2 separate regions of the Triticum aestivum genome follow, and region 1 is linked to region 2. The links are chromatin contacts, called in public Hi-C maps. All regions are on one chromosome and are shown on one strand. Each heading gives the region's core, a stretch centred on a gene start, on an enhancer-like site or on the middle of the called end of the contact. The rest is flanking DNA. Distances are from core to core; before and after follow the strand shown.

Region 1 (6,836 bases), core at 4,278-6,777, 450 kb after region 2:
GAAGTCTAAGTGGAGCACACACACACAACCCGAATACCGTATGCGGTGCCACGTGTTATTTATCACACACGTGTTAACATAAGGAAACGTATGTGTAACTTACTAATCATCGCACACGATTACTCGCAGACGCATCGTGTGCAAGACTCCTAGCTACCGTAAGCAACAAGTTTGCATTTTTCAAAGTTTTTTGTACAAACAGAATCGCACCCGAACTAACTATAGTAACCATCTGTGTTATAATTTCCCATCGCAAACAGTTCATTCGAGTGAGTTGTTTGCTACATGTCACACACATCTTGTTTACATGAATCGTTTGTGTTATTTTGGCTCATCGCAAACAGTTCATCTATGTGAACTGTATGCCGCATATCACACACATCTTATTAAGTTGAACCGTTTCTATTCTCTTTCCTGATAAAAAACAGTCCGTCTGAGTGAACTGTATGCCGTATATCACACACACCTTGATCTGGCTGACCGTTTCGATTGCATTCCCTAATAGCAAACAGTTAATCGGAGCGAACTGTATGCCGTATATCGCACACACATTGATATGGCTGCCCGTTTCTATTGTTCTGTCTAATCGCAAACAGTTCCTGAAATCTGAACCGTGTTTGATGTCTTCGCCATCGCAAATGTTTTTCATCTTTTTTGATGGTTTTTTACATCCCCGTTTGCGATTATTGCATCGCACACAGTTTCGTCAAAGGGCCTCTAATCGTAGTGTCGCATTAGCAGCATCCTGCAGTAGTGCTAGTAGTGTTGATTACATCTTGTAGTTGATTACTATATTATTTATTTGGTGGAAGATTATATGTTCGGATCCATTATGCTATTTAATACCCCTCTGATCTTGAGCATGATTATCATTTATGAGTAGTTACTTTTGTTCTTGAGGTCACGGGAGAAATCTTGTTGCAAGTAATCATGTGAACTTGATATGTGTTCGATATTTTGATGATATGTATGTTGTGATTCCCTTATTGGTGTCATGTGAACGTCGACTACATGGCACTTCACCATATTTGGGCCTAAGGTAATGCATTGTGGAGTAGTTATTAGATGATGGTTTGTAGAGTGACAGAAGCTTAAACCCTAGTTTATGCTACTTCGTAAGGGACTAATTTGGATCCAAAAGTTTAATGCTATGGTTAGATTTTATCTTACTACTTTTCTCGTAGTTGCGGATGCTTGCGAGGGGATTAATCATAAGTAGGAGGTTTGTTCAAGTAAGAACAACACCTAAGCACCGGTCCACCCACATATCAAGTTATCAAAGTAGCGAACATGAATCAAACCAACATGATGAAAGTGACTAGATGAAATTCCCGTGTATCCTCAAGAATGCTTTGTTTATTACGGGAGACAGTTTTGGCTTGTCATAAAAGGATTGGGCTACCTTGCTGACATTATTTACCGTTACCGTTACTTGCTCGTTACAAATTACCTTGCTATCAAACTACTCGTTACCGACAATTTCAGTGCTTGCAGAAATTACCTTGCTGAAAACCACTTGTCATTTCCTTCTGCTCCTCATTGGGTTCGACGCTCTTACTTATCGAAAGGACTATGATTGATCCCCTATACTTGTGGGTCATCAGGGAACACATCAGAGACCTTGATTATCCCTGCAGTCGACATAGCTAAAACTCCAGGTGGTTAAACCGAATCACACAGAACAAGGGAGCACCTTGCTCTAATACCAATTGAAAGTGCTAGTTATCGACTAGAGGGGGGCTAATAGGCGATTTTTATGGAAGTCTTCAAGACAGGCAATGTCTTTGAAGACAGGTAGTTAAAACAATAACTAAACAGAACAAAGCAGAAGATAAACTACACTAGCCATGCAATAAAGTCAAAGTACAATACAGAGAATGCATGAAGATGAGTAGTAGCTAGGTAGATAGATCAGAATAGGAAGATAGTGTGAAGCCAAATATGCAATCAGGGTGAATGTCTTCACATAAGGTATTCAACCAGAGCAGGTAAGCAATGACTTCACGAAACTAAACTGGAAGTAAAGGGATGAAGTGATAGAACGAGTTGCTTGACGAAGACAAGGATTTGGTAGACCAGTTGTTGTGACAACTGTACGTCTGGTTAGCGAGGCTGAGATTGAACTTAGAAGACCACGTCTTCACCTTATCCCCCTTGAGCAAAGGTCACTTAGTACTCGCCCAATCACTCAGGCAAGTCTTCAAGGTAGACTTCCAAACCTTCACAGACTTCGTTCACCGACGATCCACAATGACTCTTGAATCCTCAGAACGCGACGCCTAACCGACTGGAAGATCACAGTCTTCAAGTGTAATAAGTCTTCAGATCACGCAGACAGAAAGACTTCAGTGATGCCAAAAACTCTTTGGGCTCTGGGTGTTTTGGGTTTTGTCCTTGCAAGGATTCTTCTTCAAAGGCTTCGGAGGAGGGTTGCTCGCAAACGACAAAAGCCGTGCACTAACTCTGAGCAACCACCAATTTATGATGGAGGGGGTGGCTATTTATAGCCAGGGGGCAACCCGACATGATTTGTCTAAAATGACCCTTGGTCATTGGGGAACCAACACGTGTCCAACGGTCGGATTTCAAACACACGCGACAGCTCGACTTGGGCAACAAGCAAAGCTGACTTATCCGACCCAAGATAAGATTTTGTCTCATTGTCTTCACTCGAAGACATAGGATTTGGGTTGAGCATCACGTCAGTTTTCTGACTTTGTTCACTTGAATCCCACTTGACAGTTCGGTGGTTCCAATGATTCAAGAAAGAAGAAAATGAAACTATGAAAGAAACTATGACTTCACACTCCATTATCTTCAAACGAATGTCTTCACACGTCATTATCTTCGATGCGAAGTCTTCGCGAACCACCAATGTCGTCAATGTCTTCATTCATTTTTAGGGGTCATCTTCGATGGGTAAACCGAATCAATAGGGACTTCTACCTGTGTTCTCCTGTGAATCTCACAAACACATTAGTCCCTTAATCATGTTTGCCGTCAATACTCCAAAACCAACTAGGGGTGGCATTAGATGCACTTACACATTTTGTTTCAGAAGGTTCTCGAGAAAAATATTATGTCTATATCGAAGGTGATCTCACATTTATGATGTCCTTTCTAAATTCTTAATTACCTATTATTTACGTGATTGAAATGAATCAACACATGCCAAAGCAAGCACGAAAGAAGATCTCCTCCTCTGATGGGATTTGGTTTTTAATGGGAAGGTGAAAAACCAGTGGGAGAGGGTAGTGGGAGGTGAGACAAAAAATCTAGGACAAAAATAAACCGTACCAGGCTACCAACTCCCGCTTTAGGAGTAGAGAAGAGATAATGATAATAATAAATAGCATAGTACGTGGGATCAATGATTTGTTATTGAGGAATATCTCATTTTGTTTCGGAACATTATCGAGAAAAATATTATGTCTATATTTTAATAAGGAGATCTCACATATATGGTGTGATTTCTTAATTCTTTATTACCTATTATTTACGTGATTGAAATGGATCAGCACCTGCCAAAACAAGCACAAAACAAGATCTTCCCCTTTAATGGGATTTGGTTTTTTGGTGGGAAGGAGAAAAACCAGTGGGAGAGGATGGGGAAAAAACCGGACGAAAATAAAATGTACCAGGCTACCAACTCACACTTTAGGAGTAGAGATTGATTTTTAATGGGAATGAGAAAAAACCAGTGGGAGAGGGTGGTGGGAGGTGAGAGAAAAAGGAGGAAAATAAACCGTAAAATGCTACCAACTCCCCTTTAGGAGTAAAGACCTTTGGAGTAGAGATATTGAGTAATATCTCATTTTATTTTGGAAGGTTATCGAGAAAAATATTACGTCTATATTTTAGGAAGGTGATTTCACATATATGGTGCGATTTTTGAATTTTTAATTACCTATTATTTATGTGATTAAAATGAAATAGCATCTGCCAAAGCAAACACGAAACAAGATCTCCCTTTAATGAAATTTGGTTTTTAATGGGAAGAAGAAAAACCAGAGGGAGAGGGCGGTAGGAGGTGAGATGAAAATAAACCATAAGAGGCTACCAACTTCACCTTTAGGAGTACAGAAGAGATAATGATAATATAATGGCATAGTGCATGGGATTAATAATTTTTTATTTAGAAATACCTTGTTTTGTTTTGAAAGGTTATCGAGAAAAGTATTATGTCTATATTTTAGTAAGGTGAACTTACATATATAATACGATTTCTGAATTCTTAATTACATATTATTTACGTGATTGAAATGGATCATCACCTGTCAAATCAAGCACGAAACAAGATCTCTTCTTTTAATGTGATTTGGTTTTTAATGGAAAGGAGAAAAACCAGCCGGAGAGGACGGTGCGAGGTAAGACGGGAAAAACGAACAAAAATAAACCGTACCAAGCTAACAACTCCACCTTTAGAAGTACAGATATGCTTATGCCTTTTCTTCTTTCCGAGTGGGGGACAGGCTATGCCTTCCCTACCCTAGCCGCCGCCACGCCTGGCGACTAGGGAGGCGATTTTCTTCCTCCGATCTCAGTCGGCCAGGGTGTTGGCCCCCTCTCTCTCCGGCTGCTCCGGCGACAGGAGGGAGGGGGGACCCCGTTCCTTCGCTCTGTAGTTACGTTTTGCATTTGTAGGTCATGGTGCGCCGTTGGGGTGGCGGGAGCGGCGCCCGGACGAATAAATCTGCCTCAGCTTCACTCCCACACCGGCGGTGTCCTTCATGGTGGCGTCTCGGAGTTGATGGCATCCTGTGTTTGCCAATCCTTCAGATCGACTGTGTTATAGTTCATGGATGGTGTCGGCGAGGCGGCGGCGGCGACTCCATCAGGTGTATCTCTCCTTCTGCTCTGTCCCCGTTGTTGTGGCGTTGTCTCCGACGTCATGGTGGAGCAGGGAGGTTTTATCATCTAGGAGTACGCGCAGACGGTTGTCTGCGCAAGTGACAGCTGGAAGATGGTGCATCCCGTGCTGGGTTTGTGGTTGGTGGCTGACAGTTCTGGTTTCCTCCTTCGACGTTGTTGTCGTGCGGGGGTGTGAGATCTAGAGTTCGATGGCGTGTCTGGGGACATGTTGCCCCGGTCTGATTCTTTCAACAGCAATGGTTTTGCTTCTGGCAAACTACTTTCGAGGTCCGTAAAGCTGCTGATCAGCGATGGAGCCGCTCGAGCTCGGGTGAAGAGGTGGTCTGTTTTCTTTCCCTTTGGTGGCCGCTTCGGTGGTGTCGGAGGAAAAGAACAGGCGCTGGTATTTTGCATAGGATTATCCTATCTTTTCAGTCTTGTAATGTTGGTGCTTACGTGCCTTGTAACCGGATCTTTATTTTATAAATGAGACACGTATTACCATGAAAAAAAGTACAGATATGCTTATATATATTTGGTTTGTTATTAATTTGCTTTAAATACATAACAATTATAGTATTTGTTTAATTGTATCCCCGTATCTCGTGTGATTAATGGCTGCCCTTTATTATTTGCGTACATAATCCAACCATCGGCCAGCAGGACCGATCTGCGATGAGCAAACCAAGAAAAGCACAGCCGCCAAGTGAGGAGCAAGCCATGGAGGAGCAGCAGGTCGTGGACGCCATGAAGGACCAGGCCGCCCTCTCGATGCGCCTCCTCCGTGGCCTCGGCCTCCGCGGCGAGCAAAACCTCGCCTTCTCGCCGGCGTCTTTCCACGCCATCCTGTCCCTCCTCGCGGCTGGTACCACCGGTGCCATTCGGGACCAGATCGTCTCCTTCCTGGGCCCCGCCGGCGCTGAAGCGCATGCTGCCCTCGTGTCCCACTTTGGCCAAACACCGAGCCACCAGGAAGAGGACGAGGAAGGACATCCCATGGTCCGGTGCGCCACTGGGGTGTGGGTCGACTCCTCTCTCCACCTCAAGCCCACCTTCGCGACCATGGCGGCATCCAGGTTCAACGCGGAGGCGCGAGCCGTCTGCTTTGGGTCAAACCCCGAGCAGGCCAGGTCCGAGATCAACGAGTGGTTCGAGGGCGAGACAGGCGGCCGGTGGAAGGAGCTTGTACCTGAGGGTTCCATCAACGCCGCCACGGTCGTCGTCCTCGCCAACGCGCTCTATTTCAGAGGCTACTGGTACGACCCCTTCGACCCTGAGCTCACACAAGACGGCGACTTCTACGTCTCGCCCGGGCACGCCGTTCGCACGCCCTTCATGGTGGGGGGCTACCTGCACGAGAACATGTGCATCGCCTGCCACCCCGGCTTCAAAGTCCTGTGGATGCCCTACTGCGGCCACTACCAGGACTGTCGCTCCTCCATGTGCATCTACCTTCCTGACGATCGCGGCGGGCTGCCGGAGTTGGTGCGCGCGCTCAGCTCTGACCCATCCGTGCTATTCGCCGTGCCGGAGAAACTGGTCCCCACGGCCGAGCTGAGGATCCCCAAGTTCGACGTGTCGCAACGGCTCGAGGCCTCGCACCTCCTCCGTGATCTCGGGCTGGACCTGCCGTTCCGTCTCAATCCAGCCGGTCAGTCCTTCTCGGAGATGCTGGCCTTGGACGAGCACGATTCCAAGATGCCGATGGCGGTGTCGTCCGTCGTCCACCAGTGCTCTGTCAACATCAACGAGCAAGGTACCGTGGCCGCCGCAGCCACCGACATGGAGATTCTGGGGTGTTGCCTGCCATCGGAGAAGGTCGTAGACTTCGTCGCCGATCACCCATTCCTTTTTTTCATCATCAAAGAGGAGGACAACAATGGCGTAATTCTTTTCGCCGGCCAAGTTGTCAATCCTCTCTCTTAGAGCAATTAATATTATGAATTTGTTGCAACAAGTATTGCGAGGCGTTACTCGCTATGAAT
Region 2 (7,015 bases), core at 2,589-5,088:
AGCACCTCTTCCCCCTCCTCCTCCTCCTCTTTCCCCTCCTCCTCCTCCTCCTCCTCCTCCTCTTAACACCTGGGGCGACTTGGGGCGATTAATCACGACGAGTCGCAGACTAATCGCAGCGAGACACTAGTCGGAGGCATGGCGACTCGACTTGGCTAGGCGACTCAAAAACCTTGTTTGTGTCAAGTCAGACATTGCAAAGTTTGACCAAATTTATATTAAAAAATATCAACATCTACAATACCAAATATACATACTATGAAACTACATTTCATAACGAATCTAACAATATTGATTTGGCATTGTGAATGTTGATACTTTTTCCTATAAGTTTGGTCAAAGTAGAGATATTTTGACTTCGGACAGAAGTTATATGCAGACTAAAAAGGACCGGAAGGGGTACTTGTCTAGGCATACAGGTACACTACTCAACACCTACTTCTGTAAAAACATGACATGGTAATGTGCTGACATTTGAGCCCCACCTGCTACCACATGTTATAATCCAAAAATGGCCAATAAAAAAAGGTTCATGTCACCATATACATGCTTGGAACAGACTTGTCATTACATGTTACTATTTAAAGTACAAAATATACATGGGAGAATAAGATCAATTTCATGTGACAATTCTCGACCAAGCATATTACCGTTGAAGTGGAGGCCCTGCGCCTTTCAGAAGACCTTTTAGATGGACTAGAACTACTAGTTACCACGCCTGCAACTTTTCTGCTTAGTCTACTACTTACAGACCTCTGCAGTGTGTGAAATGCTAGTTAGTACACACCTGACAGTTGATAAACGATAATAAAACTTGAGAGTATAATCAATTCAACCAATATACCTGAGCCATACTCTTAGCCGCCCTTTGCTGACGAACATAAACCATTAAAGGTGTCACAACAGGGGGCTCCTTTCCAGCAGCTGCAATAGTAACCAAGTAAAGACATGATCTTCTTTTATGCTTAGCATCTTTGAATAGATACATTAATTAGGCAATAATGCTTTACTACAAATAGAAAGTTACGAGATGTTTTACCTGCTCTTTCGGCTTCTTTCCTTTCAAGCTGAATTTCAGCACTTGGCAAATGCTCAGTAGGCTTTGATATAAGCTCAAGAAATTCCAAGTATTCTGGATCTGAATATTCGACAACAGAAATAACTAAGTTTGAAAAAACGAGAAATATGGAAGTACGGTACATATTGGACAACAAAAATGCTTGTTTAAGACCTTTTGTTATAGTTCCTTGACGAGCATCTTTCTTGATATTTGACTTCGGAACCTGTTGTGATGGTGCATATTCCACAAGAGCTTTAAATTGAGCACCTGGCAGGGAACCATGTACAACATGCATGACATACAAATTAAAACATGCATAGATGCATAACCAAACATATACTCGAGTTTTAGGGGGGAAAAGAACTTCGCAAATTGATTAAAAAATTACAAGCTAACAATTTCAGTTACATCCTAACAGGATATATTGATTAAATAACCCCATATGTCAACAATACAACATAGGTGGTGATTGTGTTCATTCACCATGTCTGACACCTGACCAAACTATTGTGCAGGCTATAAAAGAGGAAACTGATGGCTAGTTTAACTTTCTGGATAACCTCAGGCGTTGATCATCTAAGAAGGATGAACGCAAATATGGCAGTACTTATTTGCTAGCTAGCCGTAATCAAGATGACCCATCTTCCGTTCAATGGTTATGTGACTGCTAAGCATTAACATTTTATGTCAATTTGAAATCTTGTAGAAAATAATTTGGCTATTGCAAAAATCACATCATGTGTAGTGCTATACTGATGCAACAAATAGTAGAAACTGAAGAATGCAAAGGGTGCCTCACTAATGAACTTATATCTCTAGCGTGGACAGTGATAAGTGGACGTAATCTGAATATGAGTTCCGTATACAGTTGATTGCACATGAGAAAAGAAACAAAAAGAGCATATTGGTTAAGAAATGAAGGACTTACCCTTTTCATTCACAAATACATGCCCATTGAAGAACTCAGCAAACTCAACAACATCTTCTGGGCTCTTGAAGTTAAGGTAGAGACGAGAATATCTATGATTCTTTTGGCTGGAAATAAAAATTCAGTTAACCAACTGGAAAAAATATGGTGGCAAATAATTAAGTCGCTATTGTATCAACAACTTCTGGGCTCTTGAAGTTAAGGTAAAATCGGCTGGATAGATAAATTTTGTTAACCAATTGGACAAAAGAGGGTGGGAAACAAGAAATATACTATTGTTTACTTCCCACTGCTAGGTTCCAATAAGGAAGCCTTATACTTTGAGTAAAAGCAACTCAAAGACATCAAAATTTAAGGAAGAAACTACTACGCAAATCACCATAGCACAGGACTGGTAAATAAAAAGGCTGAATGCTACAAGGTAGTTTCGACTTCCAAGTGTTTCTGTTTCTTTTAAGAAATTGCTCCATAACAAGCACACTATAAGTGAATTCTGGCTCTTGTATCCAAAATAAGAGAAAGCAAAAAATGAACATTTTACAGTTTTAGTTGCCATAAAAAACCAGTGAGGCCAGCGACAAACTAAGGAAATGGAATTAACGGGTAGAAAGCATAGATAGTTGCATAACAAATAAGGCAACCTCTATTCTTCACTAATACTTAAGGTACAATCATTGACAAATTTGTACTCAAAAACAAAATTACAAGCACAGATCATAACTACGATTTAACACCCAACAGTTCATTCTGGTTGAACGTAAGATGGCAGGAACTGGAAACTGCAAGTGGCACCGCATTGTAAACTACAAGTCCACGGCTAGGGATAATGTGCTGCAAGATAGCAGCAACAATTTTAAGCATAACGTCTCAATTACGCAAATGAACATGCTGATTGCTAATAACGAAACAAACTACGTCACTTATACAAGCACACGAAATCTATGGGGGAAAACCAGAAACTGCTAGTCGCATAATTCCTATATTAAACAGACAAGGCCCCAATCCAGAACTAGAGCACTGAACCTCACAGATACGCCAACTACAAGTCTACAACTAGGAACAACATGATGCACTAGATTGCGTCAACAGTTTTATTTAAGCTAAGCATATCAATTACACAGATGAAACATGCATGCTAATAACAAAAAATAAACTAAATCACTTAAACAGCACACGAAATCTAAACGGAAACTGCCAGTCGCCTAGCACATGATTCTTAGGTTAACAGCCACGACCTCAATCCAGACCTAAAGAGCACCGAACCTCGCATGAAGGCCAACGCACGCCCAGGGGACTCGGGGAGCGAGGGAGAGAAAATGCTGACCTGGCATTACCGGGGCGGAAGCAGGCCCAGTCATACCGCCCAGCGAAGCGCGCGTCAACCTGGTCCACGACGGCCTGCTGCGCAATCGCCGGCGGCAGCCGCCTGAGCACCACCTTCGTGCGGTGCGCCGGGTCCTTCATGTGCGCGCGCGCCGCCAGCTCCAACTCCTCGGGTCCGAAATCCGCCGACGAACCGGGACCCACCACCACACCGCACCGGCACAAACCCTAGGGGCCGGGTCACATCGAGGCGGGGCGGGGCGGGGCGGGAGGGCAGACGGGCGCGAGATCTGAGGAAGGGTTAGGGTTTGGAGCGGGGCTGGGGTTGGGGAAGGAGGAGGTCTCTCGCTTTCGTCTGCTGCTTCTCCCCCCTCTCGCGAAGTCGCGTGCGACTCTTTTCGGTCTCTGGTTGGGGTTGGGGTTTGGGGTTGGGAGATGAGAAATTGGAAACTGTCGGAGATTAGGGGAGGTGGAAGAGGAGGACGACGACGAGAACGAAACGAAAAGAAAAGGCGACACGGGAGAAGAAGAAAAAAAGAGGAAAGGCGCAAGAAAAGATACGAGAAAAATATCAATCCTCACTCCAGATAATGTAGAATAGGTTGATGCGTCAAAAGAGAAAAGACTGCTATAGCATTTTGCAACAAGCCCCCCCACCCCCCCCACACACACACACACACACACACCCAGCTATATAGCGATGTGAATATGTGATGCATTTTTTGTTGGCAGTTTAGCTAAATAGCATAGCAGTCGAAGAAGGTTAACGAGTTAGAAAGTAAGCTTGCACTACTTTTCATCACATAACAAACTCAATCTATAAATCAGTGTTGACGATTAGGACATGAACTATGGTGGCATCACCGGTGCTGCCTCATGCCAACCAGCTAGACTTAAGAAAATGAGGCCACAATTTGAACTTGTTTCATCCAACGCCAAAATCTGAGGCTACCATCTTACCAGGGACCATACTCTCCCCTTGCCTGACTTTCTTCCAATCCTCCAGCTCCCTCTCTCTTTCCTTTTCCTCTCCTCTTTCCTTTTCCTCACATTTTCACTTTTCTGCTCGAAGAACCCATCTTCTGTTTAGGAACCACCTTGGCTCTGCGAGCTATACCTTTATGGCCATGGTGGCATCCGAGCCTAGTTGGCTCATGGGGTAGCACATTTGGGGTCACGTGTTAGCCATGCCCTTAGAAATCTTGACCCTGACCATTCACCTCAATACTTTCCTTAAAAGTTACGGCATGTGAGGTGATGTGGGCGTGTGGCTGCTTAGGCTGTAACTGGTGGCCCACATCAGGACTCAGCCCTTCGACAGACAATTATGAGTTCATGAATTTATGTTTCATCTAATTCTATTGAAATTCCTTATTTCTTGGTCATATATGCCATGTTTTTTTCTTCTTAAAATTGCTAAATCTTATAGCCCACTGTAGTTTTGTAGCTTTTGGAAGGTCGCCCCTATATACCATTAAGCTTGATATTTTAGATGACGGGTTAATAGAAGGCCAGCCCTAGGCGTCGCTCGACCTAACCCAAATTTCGACCGATCACCGCGCGTGTGGTGGTGTCCTACATAGGGGGTGCTAACCACGTCGGCCCCCGAGCATGGGTTGGGCCGAGGACCCCCCAAGCTTACAACCATTGGGCCACGCTTGCCAGGCCCCTCGATGTACTCAAGATGGAATCTTTCGAAGACCTAGCGCCTACCCCAAGACAAGATGTGATCCTCAGCATGTTTTATTAGGTGAAGCTGCACGACGCCCCATGTTGAGTGGGATCTTGAACCTCGAGTGGGATGTCCTGCCTCCAGCATGATGGAAGCCGCGATGCCCGACGTCGCCGTAGCCACCGCAATCTTGCCTTCGCCTCGAACCCTTGTGAGTAGTGCCTTGTATAGGAAGGTCTTCCTGGTGCCTCCCGGGCCATCGACAAAGAATACACCCCCATCACTGGCATCAACTGTTGTGAGTATCTCGTTGTATGCAAGCCTCTGCTTGGGGTTTAGCAAGGACGCTAAAGTAGTGTCGTTCGCGTCAACCTCTGAAAGGATCGATATGGTTGACTAGAGGGGGTGAATAGGCAACTATGAAATTTTAGTTTTTTTTAACAAATTAGGGTTAGCAACAAATAGGTTGTCTATATATGCAACTAGGTGAACAATTTATATGATGTTAGCAATGACAACAACACAAGCAAGCAAGATAAACAAGACGATAATAGCTTGCTCAAAGTAAAGGTAAGAGATAACCACAAGTGTATTCGGGGGAGACAAGGATGTGTTACCAAAGTTCCTTCCCTTTGAGAGGAAGTGCATCTCCGTTGGAGCGGTGTGGAGGCACAATGCTCCCCAAGAAGCCACTAGGGCCACCGTATTCTCCTCACGCCCTCACACAATCCGAGACGTCGTGATTCCACTAGTGGTGCTCTTGAAGGTGGCAATCGGACCTTTACAAACAAGGTTGGAGCTCTCTCCACAACTGAATTGGAGGCTCCCAACACCACCACGGAGCTTCACCATAATGGAATGTGGCTCCGAGGTGGCCTCTTCCGTCTAGGGTGCCCAAACACCCAAGAGTAACAAAATCCACACAAGAAAGTATGGGGGAATCAAATTTCCTTTGGTGAAAGTGTAGATCTAGGTCTCCTCCTTCAATCCCTAGCAAATCAACAAGTTTGAGTGGCTAGAGAGAGAGAGATCAGGCAAGAAAGCTTGACGGGAATCAATGGAGGAGAGAGAGAGGTAAGAGGTAAGAAGGTAGCTAGAAGAACCACCCCTTATATAGTGACCCCCCAATTCCAACTGTTACAACAATTTTTACACTGCAGCGGTACAACCGCTCATGCACCCGGTACAACCGGGATTCACGGGTATACTGCAGAAACCCTAATAGGCGGTACAATCGGTGGCGTGGGCGGTAGTACCGGTTGCCATAAGCAATCGGAACAATCGCTCCACTACTGCCTCAAAACAAAAAGAGAGTCACCCCCTATAGCGATAGTCGAGCGGTAGTTGCACCGGAACAACAGCCTGGCCCGAGTCCTGGTGGTAGCTAAGTCCCGAGCGGTAGAACCGCTCCGGGCACCGGTAGTACCGGTTAATAGAGAATAACCGGGACAACCGGGACACCACCGCCCAATAACCGCTCTACCATAGAAGCTGGACTGGTGGTTGGGCGGTACCAGGCCGGTGCAACCGCCATGTAAAAGCAGTCCCGGGTTTTCCCAGAGACGTGGTGGTACCATCGCCCAGGGGCAACGGTACTACCGTTGGGCCTGTACCTGGGAGCTGCAACCCCAGGGTATCACCCCCTAGGGCGGTGGTTGTGCTGGTAGAACCAAATAGGCGGGACAACCGCCTTGCCTAGCGGTACAACCGATGGGGGGTTAAAACCACTGTGTAGGAGGAAGTGAGGGCCTCTTTCTCCTCAAACGGGAGTTAACATTGGGTGGACATGAATGTGTACGTGCATTGATTCACCCAATACCTTCTGATGCGGATTCCCTCTTAATAGTACGGGATTCCTACGACCAAAGAAATAAACATGTCGGAACCACCGTCTTCGATCTTTTCCGTCCAGAGGGAATGCCTAATCGTCTTGAACCAAACGAGAGAGTACCTGAATAACTTGGCACACGATTAGAATATAAAGTGAGTTATCATCATCACCAAAACACCAAGGATGGAAAATGTCCTAACA

Evidence for each region. A called contact is a pair of places that touch in the nucleus more often than the background predicts.
Region 1: a contact with region 2 is called in a Hi-C map of leaf, with 2.7 times the contacts expected there. The contact joins the promoter of LOC123049407 here to the promoter of LOC123053380 in region 2.

What each region holds. Positions count from the first base shown.
Region 1 is chr2D:396,265,105-396,271,940 of IWGSC CS RefSeq v2.1, forward strand. LOC123049407 (serpin-Z1) reads left to right here and starts at 5,528. Exons shown (of 1, transcript XM_044472327.1): 1 at 5,528-6,834. The coding sequence starts at 5,572. The coding sequence ends at 6,777.
Region 2 is chr2D:395,812,457-395,819,471 of IWGSC CS RefSeq v2.1, forward strand. It overlaps LOC123053380 (regulator of nonsense transcripts UPF3), which reads right to left and starts at 3,839. Exons shown (of 13, transcript XM_044476847.1): 1 at 3,313-3,839; 2 at 1,989-2,095; 3 at 1,232-1,327; 4 at 1,040-1,138; 5 at 845-924; 6 at 651-755. The coding sequence starts at 3,452.